2 separate regions of the Mus musculus genome follow, and region 1 is linked to region 2. A link is a contact called in public HiChIP or PLAC-seq data. All regions are on one chromosome and are shown on one strand. The core of a region is the stretch at or near the end of the contact, and the rest is flanking DNA. Distances in the headings are between cores, read along the strand shown. Region 1 overlaps Psmb7 (proteasome (prosome, macropain) subunit, beta type 7). Region 2 overlaps Dennd1a (DENN/MADD domain containing 1A).

Region 1 (6,692 bases), core at 1,891-4,390, 710 kb after region 2:
TCTTTAGACATGGCACATTGTACTGGTCCCACTTTTTAAACTGGGAGATTGACACTCAGAGATAAGGAACTTGATCCAATCTCATGGCTCATGCTTAAAGCACATCAACAATTTTGAAGCCAAAATTTGTTTTGTTTTGTTTTGTTTTGTTGGGGGGGTGGTGTTGTTTGGTTTGGTTTGGAGTCTTCCTCCATAGCCTAGATTGACATGGAAAAGTGGTCCTCCTGCCTCAATATCATCTGCCGCCTCCCTGTCTCCAACTCCACTTTTCTTTTTTCTTTTGTTTGTATCTGTAGTACTGGGCATGGGACCTAGGGCCTCACACATGCCAGGCGAGCACCATGCCAATGTCCTACACCGTCCTCCTGAGAGTCACAGGGCTTTCTCCCTTCCACCACCTGTCTTACACAGGAAAGCCAAATGCTAAAGTCAAGGTTAGTAAGTGAGTCGAGCATTGAGCTAATGCTCACAGTGAGCCTAATCACCACACATCTGAATACAATCTGTATTGCTTTATAACTTTCATTTTACTTAAAAACTCAAAAAATATATTTGAATTTTAGTTAATGTTTTCAATGATTAAATGTATTGTTATTGTCTAGCACTGACACTTAGGCATATGTTCTTAGAGTATTTATATTACAATAGCCACATTTTTCAAAAATAAAATTAAGTCTTAATTTTCTGAAACCTCAGAAGGTACTTAACAGCATTAGTGCAGATTGAATAGCCTTTATCCAAAATGATTGGGATCAAAAATAATTTGAATTTCGGATTTGGGGAAATGTGCATACATACAATTATAATGAGATATCTTGGGATGGGACCCAAGTCTACACATGAAATCATCTGCTTCATATGCAACCTATACACATAGCCTGAAGGTAATTTTATGCAATACGTAAGGGGATCTCAGTTCCCACTGCAACCTGTCACATGAAGTCCAGTGTGGTGTCTACCTGCAGTCAAGATCCCCAATTTCACACTTCAGAGCTGGGATGCTCAACCTATGGTTCAGCCTAAACCTGTTTTTCTGTAAGAATTCAGAATAAATTCTGAACGTCTTGTGAAAACTCACAGCCATTTACTTGCTCTGTATGCTTTAAAATGCTTGCATTAACACAGAATGTATGCGGTTTTAGTTTTGAGAGGTATATTCTTTTATATATCAATGTTTGCTTAAATACTAAATCAAACGTAACAATTCTATACTCACTGTTACTGGACAACTGGAGAAATCAAAACTGAAAGGCTTCTCCACACTGTGCTGCTACCCAAGCTCTAAGAATCTGGCAGGAGGAAATCTGCTTCTTCTAAGTCCCAGGCTTAAACTCAGACTGATGCTCCCAGAGTCCTCAGCCCTGAAGCCATGTGTAGAGGATAGCCCCCATTTTAAAGACTAGAACTGATACTCCACTTGTTTCAAATGATTTTCCTACAGCACAGCAGCTAGTAATAAGTACACTGAAGATTTAAACCTACAGTTCAGAGGCTAGGAAGCCCAGGCCCAATTCCGAAGCAACTCGGGACATGCCAGTTGCCCAAGCTCTGTAAACACACAGCTACTCAGGTAGGGAACAGTTCTGGGCTCCCTGGCCTCTCTGGGTACATCACTCTGAGCACAAGGTACCATTGCCTCACGTTTGATCAGTGACTCCTACAGGCTGAGGAAGACACTGTGTACAAAGCTGAATGCTGGGGCATAGTCAGAGCTCAATGAAAACTAGTTATTGTAATGACTCAGGGACAAGCTGCCTGTCCTCCAGCAGTGACCTGATATACTCATTCTCCACGGGTCCCTGAGTGGTAGCTTTAATGGGAACCAAGGTGTTCAAAATTTCTTTTCTCAATGCCGAGAAGTTCTAAGAGACAGCAAGAAATGGATCCCCACTGCTTTTCCCCAAATCAATTTTACCAGATCTTCACAGGAAAAAGGGCTGCCTCTGCTAAGGAGCAGTCTGTTTTAAGCACCCAAGGACCTGTCTGCCACTGTGGTCTGCCAAGGTGGAAGATGTATGCAGCGATAAAGGAGTCACGCAGAACTTTCTAATCCATCAGTGTCAGCTCTTCCTGACAGAGCGCTTACTCACACTTGCTCATTGTTAGTCAACTGGCCACTCTTCCTGCAGAAAACCTGGTGCTTTCCACGGACCTATGGATGGAGGTCATTTTTCACTCCATTCCTGCCTCCAAGGCCTCGTCTCCTGGTACTGGTGCTTGCACCGAGGCCAACAATGCCAGTGTGTGAAAAGCTGATTTATGAATACAAAGCAATGCTGGTGCCAGGGGACTGCACTCAGCCACTAGAGAGCAGTGGAGCACCTCTCCAGGCTCAGAGAGACTAAGCCACAGACTTGAAAAGGTTTAATTGTATGCATGCATTTCATTATAAGCCTTGGCCAAAAGCTTTAGAGGCAGGCGGCAGGGCAAGCAATCAGACAATCTTGCATGGCTTGCTGAAATCCAGATTTGTCCTTTGTCAGCATAAACAGTTTAATTTGATGTTTTCACTCCTGAGTAAGCACTGAGTATTACATCTAAACCCTCGTGAGGGGAAGAACGCCTCCTTTTCATCAACAAATGTACTTCAATGTCAGGGTCGACTTTTAATTCCCAATAAATTATTGGAAATATATTCCCAGTTAATATGCTGGGAAAATATATATTCTCAATCATCCAACATTCTTCACTAAAAAACTAGTATCTCAAGCAATGCAGCTCCTTCTCTACACATAAATGTAAGAAAATATTTAAAATACCCTTTGAAGGGAACGGGGGGGGGGGGGGGGGATTTTCCTCACAATTGTAACTGTAAGGTCTCATGGACCTGACAGGTTATAAACACTCCCAGGAAAAGCTTAAAATCTGGGGGTATCTAGGCTTAAAATGCTAAAGGTTTTCTTATTAATGTATTGTGGTGACACACCACTAGTTATGGCAAGAAACATTCTCTTAAAACAGAGGGCCACCTAACCCCATGCCTATGGACTAAGATGGAGGGTGACAATTGCTACAGATGTGTCTGTCCTACTTCCTGTCCTGCTTGCAAGGGTTAGTCTGCTTTGCAAGTCTTTCCCAAGCTGCCATGAACCCTCAAGAACAAAGCTTCAGAACCCTCAAGAACAAAGAGGGTGTTTCTCTTTTGGTCCCAGGCACTGCTGGTTACCGTGCAAACACGGCCAAGTCCAAGAACTACACCACACACAACCAGTCCCGCAAATGGCACAGAAATGGCATCAAGAAACTCCAGTCGCAAAGATACGAATCTCTTAGGGGGTTGACCCCAAGTTCCTGAGGAACATGTGCCTCGCCAAGAAGCACAACAAGAAAGGCCTGAAGAAGATGCAGGCCAACAATGCAAAGGCAGTGAGTGCGCGCGCAGAGGCCATCAAGGCCCTGGTGAAGCCTCAGGCCATCAAGCCCAAGATGCCAAAAGGCCCCAAACTCAAGCGGCTGGCTTTCATCGCTCATCCTAAGCTTGGGAAGCGGATTCGAAGCTACATGGCCAAGGGTCAGAGGCTCTGCCAACCGAAGCCCAAGGTCCAAACCAAGGCAGGGGCCAAAGCTCCAGCTAAGGCCCAGGCTTCAGCTCCAGCCCAGGCTCCCAAAGGTGCCCAGACCCCTGTGAAGGCCCCGTAGAAAAGGCTCCTGCCAGTGTGAAGACAGACGGACTGCTGTGACACACCTCCCCACACACTATTTGCAGATGACCAGTGTCTACAAATACTACAAATAAACTCAGGCAAGATCAAAAAAAAAAAAAAAAAAAAAAAAGAACAAAGAGGGCAAAGGTTTTTCCAAATTGTAAGCATACTTGATGTCAATAATAAAACATTGTGCAAAATAGAAATCCTACTTACTGAAAAAAACCGGACAGCTGCAAACCTTTCTCTTCAGACATGGAAGCAGTGTACATTCAGAGAGGTAAAGGAACCTACTCAAAGCTGCACAGCTAGTGCCGGCAGAATGGGACACTGACCCTATCTCTGGAGCTAGCACCACCCTCAGCCTATGAACTACCCAGAAACCCAGAAAGCGACTTTCCACTTAATCTGACCTAAAATCAGAGAGTGAAAGAGCAGCAAGCACTAGGTTGTTAAGTACAAAGACACTTTGCTTTTAGCAGGTCCAATTTTGAGACAAGAGCAGAGAAAGAGGAATTAGTTAACCTCAGTCTCTCTGAAGTGGGATTTAAAGCAAAGAACGTAAAACTGAACACTTTGTTTAACCGATCTAAAAGTACTCCTGGCCAGGGCTTTTATTTGGTTGTGGATAGACTGAGTACTGAACTCAAAAAAAAAAAAAAAAAAAAAAAAAAAAAAAGAAGATAACATTAATTCAATACCTTCAGTATTTTACCGACACCTTTATCTACCCCACAGAACCAAGAACAAAGTCCACTCTGGTCAGAATAGGTTATGAACCGTCAAAGGCTAGCGGTATTACATTCCGTTTCAGGTAACAACATGAATTTTAAAAGGAAAAGTTTTCTCATCTCTAACCTAAGGACACCATCTATTGGCTTAGTACCACCTTTGCAAAAACCAGGAAGCGAGATACAGAATTTAACCTGCAGGGACTTTCAGCTCCCAGCTGTTTCCTTTTTGGCAATTCATAGCTACAGAAATCTTAAGATTCAAAATCCATGTGTTACACAGTTTAAATCTTCTAAAATGGACCTTACTTGTACTAATCAAAGCTTGGAAAGGTGCCAGAGAAATCTTAGCACACAGAACTGCACAGAAAGTGTGTTGGCACTAAAATGACTGCAACACTACACAAACATCCACTATGTGCTTCCCAGAAAGGCTGACACTCAGGGCACCCACTGCATCTTCAAGCCCACTCAAGGGGACAGGACCTTTAGCCACTCGTGTTTTTCTTTGGCCACAGATCTCATATAGCTCAGTCTGGCCTAGAACTCAAAAATATAGACCTACTAGAATCTGCCCACTTCAGCTTTCATAGTGCTAGGATTAAAAGCATACATCCCCACTTTCTAGCCACCAATTTATAGCAGAAATCAAGGTTCATAGCCAGGGAATTCTGAACTTAGATTTAAAGATACACTGACTCTAGAAATGAGCTCTTTTCACAGCACCTCAAAAAATGGCAGAGAGCAACACATGCAGGTGAGTGTACAATGCCCACACAGTGTGTACACAGACATAACATCTCAGCACCCTAGAGGGAGCTGAAGGATCAGGAGGTGTGGCCTTGACATTCCCAAGATTAAAAACTACGTTCATTCACAGACCTGCCAAAATTAAAGATACTATAATCACTAAAACCACAAGGAGGGTTTTGAAGTCCAGCATGCAGAAGTCTCCCACTACTAAGATAGAGATCCCGAAGTGAGCTCGCAGGCCCAATTTATAGCTTATTAGGGTAATTCCGGAGTAGGTGGGCTTTGTCTTATTCTGTCTCTGAGGACATTCCATTACCTGGGCATGGGGGCTTGCTGGAAACTGACTATTGTCCCTGCTTCAGGCCAGGTGACGGGGCAGTTTCTGATTAGCTACTTGAAGCCTGAGTTTGTGAGCCTAATATCCTGAACTGCCAATTTGAAGCCTGTCATGGAGCCAGCCTAGCCTTCTCATTCCCTCCTTTCAGTAATGGGCCATCTTGAATGCTTGAGATGTTTCTGAGGTCCCTACTCTAGCAGCTCCAGCCAGTCCTACGTCAAGGAGAGAACCTAGTAACACAGCAGAAATGGCCACCTTTTAACTCAATTGTTTAGAGGTGCTGGCTGGTTGAAGACATCAGCTTCATTTTTAAAATAACAGATCTCAGGTTCCAGGAAGCTGGATCCAAGCAGAGCTAGGCCTGAGGCTAGGATTTCCATGACTTCTTCCAGGGTTCTAAGTTACACTAAGTATTCTCAATACTCGCCCAAAAGAGACCCTCAGGGTCACTGGCTGTCTGCACAAGCTTCCAAGAATGAAGTTCCCTATACGAGAACAGATCCTGGCTGCCTCTGACTCACAGGATTCAGGGAATAGACAAAAATCATAGCAATATATGATTTTAGGATTCCCAGTATAGCAAAAAGAACTACCAGCAATGCATAGACGGACCGGTCTTAGTCTTCTGAGAAGGTATCCAAGAAAGCCAAAGAACTAAATACAACTGCCGTTAAATCTATCCCTGACTCAGGAACTGACAATGAACATGGAAGAAACCACCCTGAAGCATGCTAATTTGGTCCCATACAAGATAACTTTCAAAAGCAAGTCATGTGGAGACACCATGTCCGCACAGCAGGCAGAGCAGGCATTCCAGCACTGAGGAGGCTGAGGCAGAAAATCGGGAGTTTGAGGCCAGCATGGGTACATGGCAAGCCTCAAATTTTATTAATAAATAAGGAAAGATAACTGGAAATGTGTGTAAAATACAGGAAAAAGTGATCCTCAACTGTCTATATGTGGTGGTTGAATAAGCATGGCCCCTCAAGTACTTGAATGCTTAGTCGTCAGGGTGTAGCATTATTTGAGAAGGATTAGGAGGTGTAGCCTACTAATTTTGTTACAGGAAGCTTCAAAAGTCTGCACCAGGCCCAGCTTTTCTTTCTCCTCTCTGCTTTCAGATCAGGACATAACTCTAAGATATTTCTCTAGCACCATGCATTCATGCCACCATCTCCACAACATGATAATAATGGTCTAAATCTCTGAAACTCAAATTTCCAGTTA
Region 2 (6,756 bases), core at 596-3,095:
GGTGGGGCTTTGAAGTCTGTGACACAGCCTCCTTGAGTCCAGGTAGTATGGCTGACAGGGTGGACTGGAAGACCGGAGGGCAGAATTAGGCTCATGGTGTTAGCAGCAAGGTGTTGACAATTAGTCAAGAACTGATTTGATGACCACCACTGGCTGTGTCAAGACTGCTCACAGCAATGCAACAGAAACCTCTGTACATTTCTCTGTCCCTCTTCCATTCAATAAAACTAGTTTGAATCAATGCCTCGGACTGGTTAAAGTGTACTATTAAGAATTAAAGAAAGGACCTTGTTGCTAGTGTTCTTATCTCGATGAGAACAGGCCAGTTTGTTCACCTTCCACCCTTTATTATACAAACATTTTTTAAAAAAGCAGAAAATAAAGAAAAAAATTCAATATGATTCTCCTGCCCTAATGTAGGTCAAGCCTTCCCTATCCCCTGGAATGGCTAAAAGAGATATAGGCCCTACTGCCTACATGCCACCCTGAGCTTTGGGGGAAGCACACTGTAGGTTCAAATTAACTTTACAAATACCCCAGGAATAGGAAGAAAAGCTTACACTGGCTACCACGCTTCCTGGAACACTGACAGGCAAGTTTTCAAATGCATATGGAATATTCACTTTCAAGTAAACTCATGGAAGGCAGCCTTGTGGTAAAAGGGCTTTAGTGTCTAACTTGGCTCTGATACCCACACTATAATCATTATGAGCTAGAATAAAAATCTACTTTAAAAAAAAAAAGATCAAGAGAGGGCCACATTGACACTTTGGTGCTTAAAATTTTCCTTCAATAGGGTTCCTTGGCTCTTGTGGGGACTGAGGCAGGGAAATCACAGTTTGAAGTCAACCTGACTATAGTACTGAGATTTTTTTTTTTAAGATTTATTTATTTATTATATGTAAGTACACTGTAGTTGTCTTCAGACACACCAGAAGAGGGAGTCAGATTTCGTTATGGATGGTTGTGAGCCACCATGTGGTTGCTGAGATTTGAACTCAGGACCTTCGGAAGAGCAGTCGGGTGCTTTTACCTGTTGAGCCATCTCACCAGCCCCCCAGTATTGAGATCTTATCTCAAACAAAAACAAAAGAAATAAACAGAAACAGGCCACCTAAGCCTGATCTCTTTACTGGGAGACAGTGTGTCAGTAGAAAGGGCACAGGCTTAGGATCAATCAGGTTAGTGCCTAGTTAAGTCATACATGCCCAGGCTACAAAGGTTCACAATAAATATCTGTGCTTCTGTTTCCTCACTAGTCATGGTTCTGAAATACTGGCTCCCTTATCTTCACCCCATGAACAATGTCCTGGTGAACTAAGTGATCCATGGGAAATACCCAGCTCACTGCCTGACACGCTAGAAGGTACCGAAACCACCAGCGTCCCCTCCCCCAAGCTGGTTCTCCCCAGTCCTGCTGAGGGTAAAGCCAGAAGTTCTTACTACACAATTCACAGGGTCCTCATGGCAGGAGGCCACAGGAATGGTACAGCTGGATTTAAAAAGATGACTAAATTATCCAACAATGGCAAATACATATAATAAACCTATCCCATGAGTGTTTTATTTGGTTTCAAGGCCCTGCTGAGCCCACATCCTGCTATCCCCTTAAACCTGGGGTCTGCAAGGCTTCTCACACAGGGAAAATTGGTGGTGCCCTCTCTCCCACTCAGACTTGCTTCTTGTGCCCTCTGCCCAAGGATGGCAATGTCACAAGGGCAAGGGAGCTGCACAATGCCCAGAGATTTATGAAAATACGCATGAGAAAGAGGGAGTGCTGTGTGGAGCGTGTCATGTGGGCAGGCCTGGTGCATGGGAGCAATTAGAGCCAGTTTGCAACAACTCAGTGCTGCTCTATTCAATTGCTTAAAGAATTGCCATGGCAACAGCAGCCACACATAGTAAAGTGGCAGCAAGATGGAGCAAACACTTGAAAAAGACTCTCTCGTTAACCCTCCTCCCTTCCCCAAAACGAATAAAGGGCCATTTTGCTTCTCTGAAATGGCCTTCCAATCAATGTCCACACTTTATACCAAAGTGGGTGACCAATGCCCATCCTCATTTTTGCCTTCTTGCTTTTATTTTATTTTAGGTATTAACGATGATAGCAGCCTTTTAATGAGCTCCTACTATGTCCTGGGCCCTGGGCTGGTGAAAATATCATTTAATGATTCCACCAGCTGGCATTACTGTGTGTAACTGTATCTGCACTGGGGACAATCAAAGTCCTGGATACCATCCCTGAAGGCTAGAGAGATGGAGTCACAGCACAGTTGCTTGAGAGGGTCAGCTTTAGTTGAGCCTTAAACCAGCATCTCACAAGCCCAGTTGTGTGCTAGGGACACAGATGACTAGGAAGTTCTTCCCCTCAGAAAGATCATCCAGTGGAGGAAACAGGCAAGATGTCCATGAGGAGGATACCACCTCCCATCAGCTGATGGGTAATCTGTTAGCTCTGTAGCCATACAAGTGATAGCACAAGGAACTGAGTGCTTAGACTGAGTTCCAGCAACATGCCCTGTGCTTTGTGGAGCATTTTACAATCCTGTCAAGAGCACCTCTCAAGACCATAGAAGGCAGTGCTTATTCATGGGTGGACTAAGATGTGGAATCAAACCTCACACAACTGTGACTTGCCTGAATCCAAGTCACCCTGATAACACACTTGTAGTGTTTACTCTGTTGTAGCTTCTGGCAGAAGGGTTGCAGTTTAGGTACATAGCTTATTCCTGGAACAGGACATTTGAAGCCAAGAGGCCCTTTGTGATCATAAAATTAGCCACAAAAAGGGCCAGTGAAAACCTGAGTGGCTGTTGCCGAAGCGCTCTGAGCAAAGGGCTCTCTGTTCCCCTTGTCCCCTCAGTGTGTGAGACAGGTTCAGGGGCCATTCTGGTGTGCTCCACATAACTGACATCATAGTGAATAGTGACTGGTCTCTCAGGCTAGAAGTCTGAGCTCTTCTGAGGTGACCACAGTTAAGTCATGAGACTCCATGAATGAGGAAACTCTTCATTCAGTCAGCTCTTTGTTCTTGAAGAAGCAGCAAGATAAAGGTGGGGACTAGAAGATGCAGTGAGGGAAAAGGAGAATGAAGGATCCACAGGCATTATGTGGGTGGAGTCACGCAACCATAATGGGCTGCCTTGGCACTGACTGACTGGTGTCTGTCTGAAGAAGGCTGCTCATGTCAACCTTGTCATGGGGCCTCTGACATAGCTACACATAGTAGGCATTCAAAAATGGTATTTGGATAAATAGACAAACCCCTCAAAAATATGCTTGAAACACAAAGAAAGGAGTCCAAATCTGTTTCAGTTTTGCCTGTGGGCTTGATGGCCTGGCTTGCTGTGGGGATAAAGTCAGTATGCACCTAGACATAAAGGTTGAAGGTCCACAGCGAATACAAACAAGCAAAGGCACTGAGGTGTAAGGCAATAAGTAGTGGAAAATACAGGCTAGATGCACCCTGTCTTCAACTGTTTGGAGGCCACCAATCACATGCTCACAATACACTGCTTGACAGATCAAACACATTAAGTGCAGAGTTTTCAATGTGTCACCCATGGGTAAATAGTCAGCCTTCTGAGAGAGGAATGGATGGACCTTCTGTCCTGTTTCTACAAGAAACACCTCAGACTGATGGAGGGCTCAGGCTGAGGTGGGAGTGGGAGTGGCTGTGATAGTTGTTGGCACCTGCTGTGGAAACTGAGGAGCAAAACCAAGTGTGTACCTCCAACATAGTTACCTTGCAAGAGAAAGCTGGTCATTTCAGCCTAAAATTTTGCACAGAGAACTATCCTGTAACTGGGAAAAGGATAAACAACTAACTACCATACAGCTTGTATTGTTTAGCCTCTTAGACACCGGTTTAAGAGAGGAAATGTTACTTACTTGTCTCATAGATAATAAATCTGATGCTCAGAAGAGGTGTGTATCTAGGTCATACTTTCCGGAGCAGTAGAATAAGGATCTGAAGCCAGGCAAGCCTCCCACTTACCCATGTGTATCAGTCAGAGTAGTGGCAAGGGTACCTAGGCAGTGGGGCAACCTTCAGAAAGAGCTCTGTGTTGGTGAGTAGTGCTCACTACTATTAGGGAGAATTCACCTGGAGCCCCAGTGGCCTCTGAAGGGTATCTGTGGAAGCCATGCCACCATAAAAATGCCACGGGACAGCACGCCATCAGAGCAGCACTCACCAATTTACGTGAGTAGGTGGCAGACAAATACAGCTAGCCAAGGTATCTTTAGTAGGACCCCTCTTTAGCTAATGGCCAATTCTTACCAATAACTGAACAATAATCACAGGAGCCACAGGGCAAATGGATTTAAGAACATGTGTCAAGCACAGGCCAAAACAAGGTACACTAGGGGCTGGAGAGATGGCTCAGTGGATAAGACTGCTCTTCTGCAGGTCCTGAGTTCAATTCCCAGAAACCACATGGTGGCTGACAATCATCAGTAACAAGATCTGGTGCCCTCTTCTGAAGTGTCTGAAGACAGCTACAATGTACTTACATAAAACAAATAAATAAATCTTTAAAAAAAAATTGTCATGTAGGCTGGGCTAGCTGGTATGTGAGCTCCCAACATCCCTTCTCTCTCTTTCTTTCTGCCTCCCATCTTAACACTGCTGTTTGTGTGTGCCCACACACACCATAACAACCAGGTTTAAAAAGTAATTTATTATTTATTTTTATTTTATGTACATTAGTGTTTTGCCAACATGTATGTCTGTGTGAGGGTGTCAGATTCCCTGAAGCTGGAATTACAGACAGCTGTGAGCTGCCACGTGGTGCTGGGAATCGAACCCTCATCCTTTGGAAGAACAGCCAGTGCTCCTAACTGTTGAGCACCTCTCTAGTCTCTACATTTAGCTTTGTATGTGTGTTCTGAAGATCTGAACCCCAGTCTTCATGGCTTATAAGGCAGTGATTTATAGACTAAGCCATCTTTCTAGTCCAAGTTGTTGCTTAGTCTTCCCCCATGGGCTGAGGTGTTCTCTGGGTTTTCATCTCACTCCGCTGGATATAGCTTGCTGACTTTCTTGTCAATTCCTCTTTGCTGGTTCTTTGTGTTTCCTTCTTGGCTTCATGCACTCTCTTTGGTGAATTAGCATCTAGACATCTGACACCTCTTAAACCTAAACCCCACCCCTACCCCAGACACATACCTAAGTTTTCAAAGGGAAAGCTTTTGGTTACCAACTGATGGGTCCCATCAACACAAGTAAAGTTGATGTCCTTCCCCTTTTACCTGTGTGGATGGAAAAGCCCCGCCCAGTCACTGGAGTGGGCCTTGCTTTGCTTTTCTCACTTGCTTTACTATTACCAACCCTCAACTCTGTGGCTGGCATGCTTTGTCTGGAATGTCAGCTCCTCTTCTGTAACTCCAAGGCTACCACCTATCTTTCAGGTTGCTGTGGGTGTTGAAGGAGAAGACCCATGACTGTGCCCGCCACTCTGCCTGTTGCATAATAGGTCTGGAAAATGCCTCAAAATTAAATGAAAACACCTAATTATTCAGAAATCACATTCTGAGGAGCATGAGCAGTGCTGACTGCCAGGACACGTGACCACGCTCCACCTACAGTGATGAAAGGGAGCCATGAACTCAGTATCAAAGCCATTCCCTGCAAAGGAGATGATTCCCCCAACGATGTTAAATTAGGGGACTAAGTTTCCCATGTTATTCTCATTATGTTCCTAACAAGCCACCAAGATGACGGGACCATTCTTTTCCTAGGCCTCTCTTCAGGCACGTTCTTCAGGAAAACCAATATTGTTTATTTTCCTCAGGATACTTGACAGAAATAGATAAAAAAGAAATAGCTGCCATACATTTATGGCTGGAACAACAACAGAATTTTTCTACAGGCTTCCAAGAAACCAGAGCTCCTAGAACATGCTCGTCATCCTCAGCTACTCTCTGACTCTGTCCTTGTCACCCGACTCCTAAATTTTCTTCCTCAATGGATTCTGCTTCTTCCTTACTATTGAGACAGGGTCTTACTATGTAGTTCAGGCTAACCTAGACTCAAGGTCCTCCTTTGCCAGTGCTTTCGGCCTTAGAGACATGCACCACTATATGGGCATGGCCTCTGTCTCTCCAGACTGCCTACAGCTGGCCTCTTTGCTTCACTGCCATCACGATTCTTTCCAGGGCTGAGGAACAGTTTGTCTTCCTGTTGACCTCTACCTAGGATTCATCTCGTTACAGACAGCAATGATGACATTCTCAAGGTGAAAATGTTCTCTGATTTAATTCATAGAGTGGCTGGCCCTGAGTTCTCTGTAAGGCTGGGCAGGATTCTTGCTGTTACCTTTCAGAAACACATGATACTAACAGCCCAGTACAACACCTTGGTCTTAAAGGGAACCTTTCACTGACTCCTTCTCCAGGTCCATTTCAGCTGACCCGTTCCTCCTCTGGGAAGCTGCCCTTGACCTAGCCACACAAAATGGATCCCATCCTCCTCTACACCAGTCTCTTGGCCAGCACGTCCAGTGTAGTCTCTTCTAACAGCACACTTCAACTTTGTGAATGTTTGTTTTCCTTTTGAGTCCACGCATCTTCTGTCAAATAACAGACGATCAGCACTTCCAAGCCAATAGTGATACAGCTATGTGAACCTCATCTTTGGCTCTAATGCCCAAGCAAGGTGACTCTCCTTAAATATTACTGAACTCCTGAAGAAAATTTCAGATATGTTTTTTAGGATTAGAAAAACAAAAAAACTATGAGGGCTACTTTGTGCAG

Evidence for each region. HiChIP or PLAC-seq counts read pairs in DNA pulled down with a chosen protein or histone mark.
Region 1: a contact with region 2 is called in an H3K4me3 HiChIP or PLAC-seq map of embryonic basal ganglia, with 6 times the contacts expected there. The contact joins two enhancer-like sites. A contact is called at or near these places in 4 of 39 promoter capture datasets (cranial neural crest, frontonasal cranial neural crest, maxillary cranial neural crest and 1 more), 2 of 115 datasets of contacts at active chromatin or transcription factors (SST interneurons and embryonic basal ganglia) and 1 of 9 other capture datasets (embryonic stem cells).

What each region holds. Positions count from the first base shown.
Region 1 is chr2:38,619,626-38,626,317 of GRCm38.p6, forward strand. All of the region lies in intron 5 of Psmb7 (proteasome (prosome, macropain) subunit, beta type 7), which reads right to left. It also overlaps the pseudogene Gm13586. Among named protein-coding and RNA genes, the nearest start is that of Psmb7, 21 kb to the right of the region's middle. Within about 2 kb of position 3,141, at least 71 of the 459 cell types and tissues checked have an H3K27ac peak or open chromatin away from gene starts, as enhancers often do. A contact at or near this core is called in embryonic basal ganglia, where this site is marked.
Region 2 is chr2:37,907,081-37,913,836 of GRCm38.p6, forward strand. All of the region lies in intron 13 of Dennd1a (DENN/MADD domain containing 1A), which reads right to left. Among named protein-coding and RNA genes, the nearest start is that of Crb2, 130 kb to the left of the region's middle. Within about 2 kb of position 1,846, at least 47 of the 459 cell types and tissues checked have an H3K27ac peak or open chromatin away from gene starts, as enhancers often do. A contact at or near this core is called in embryonic basal ganglia, where this site is marked.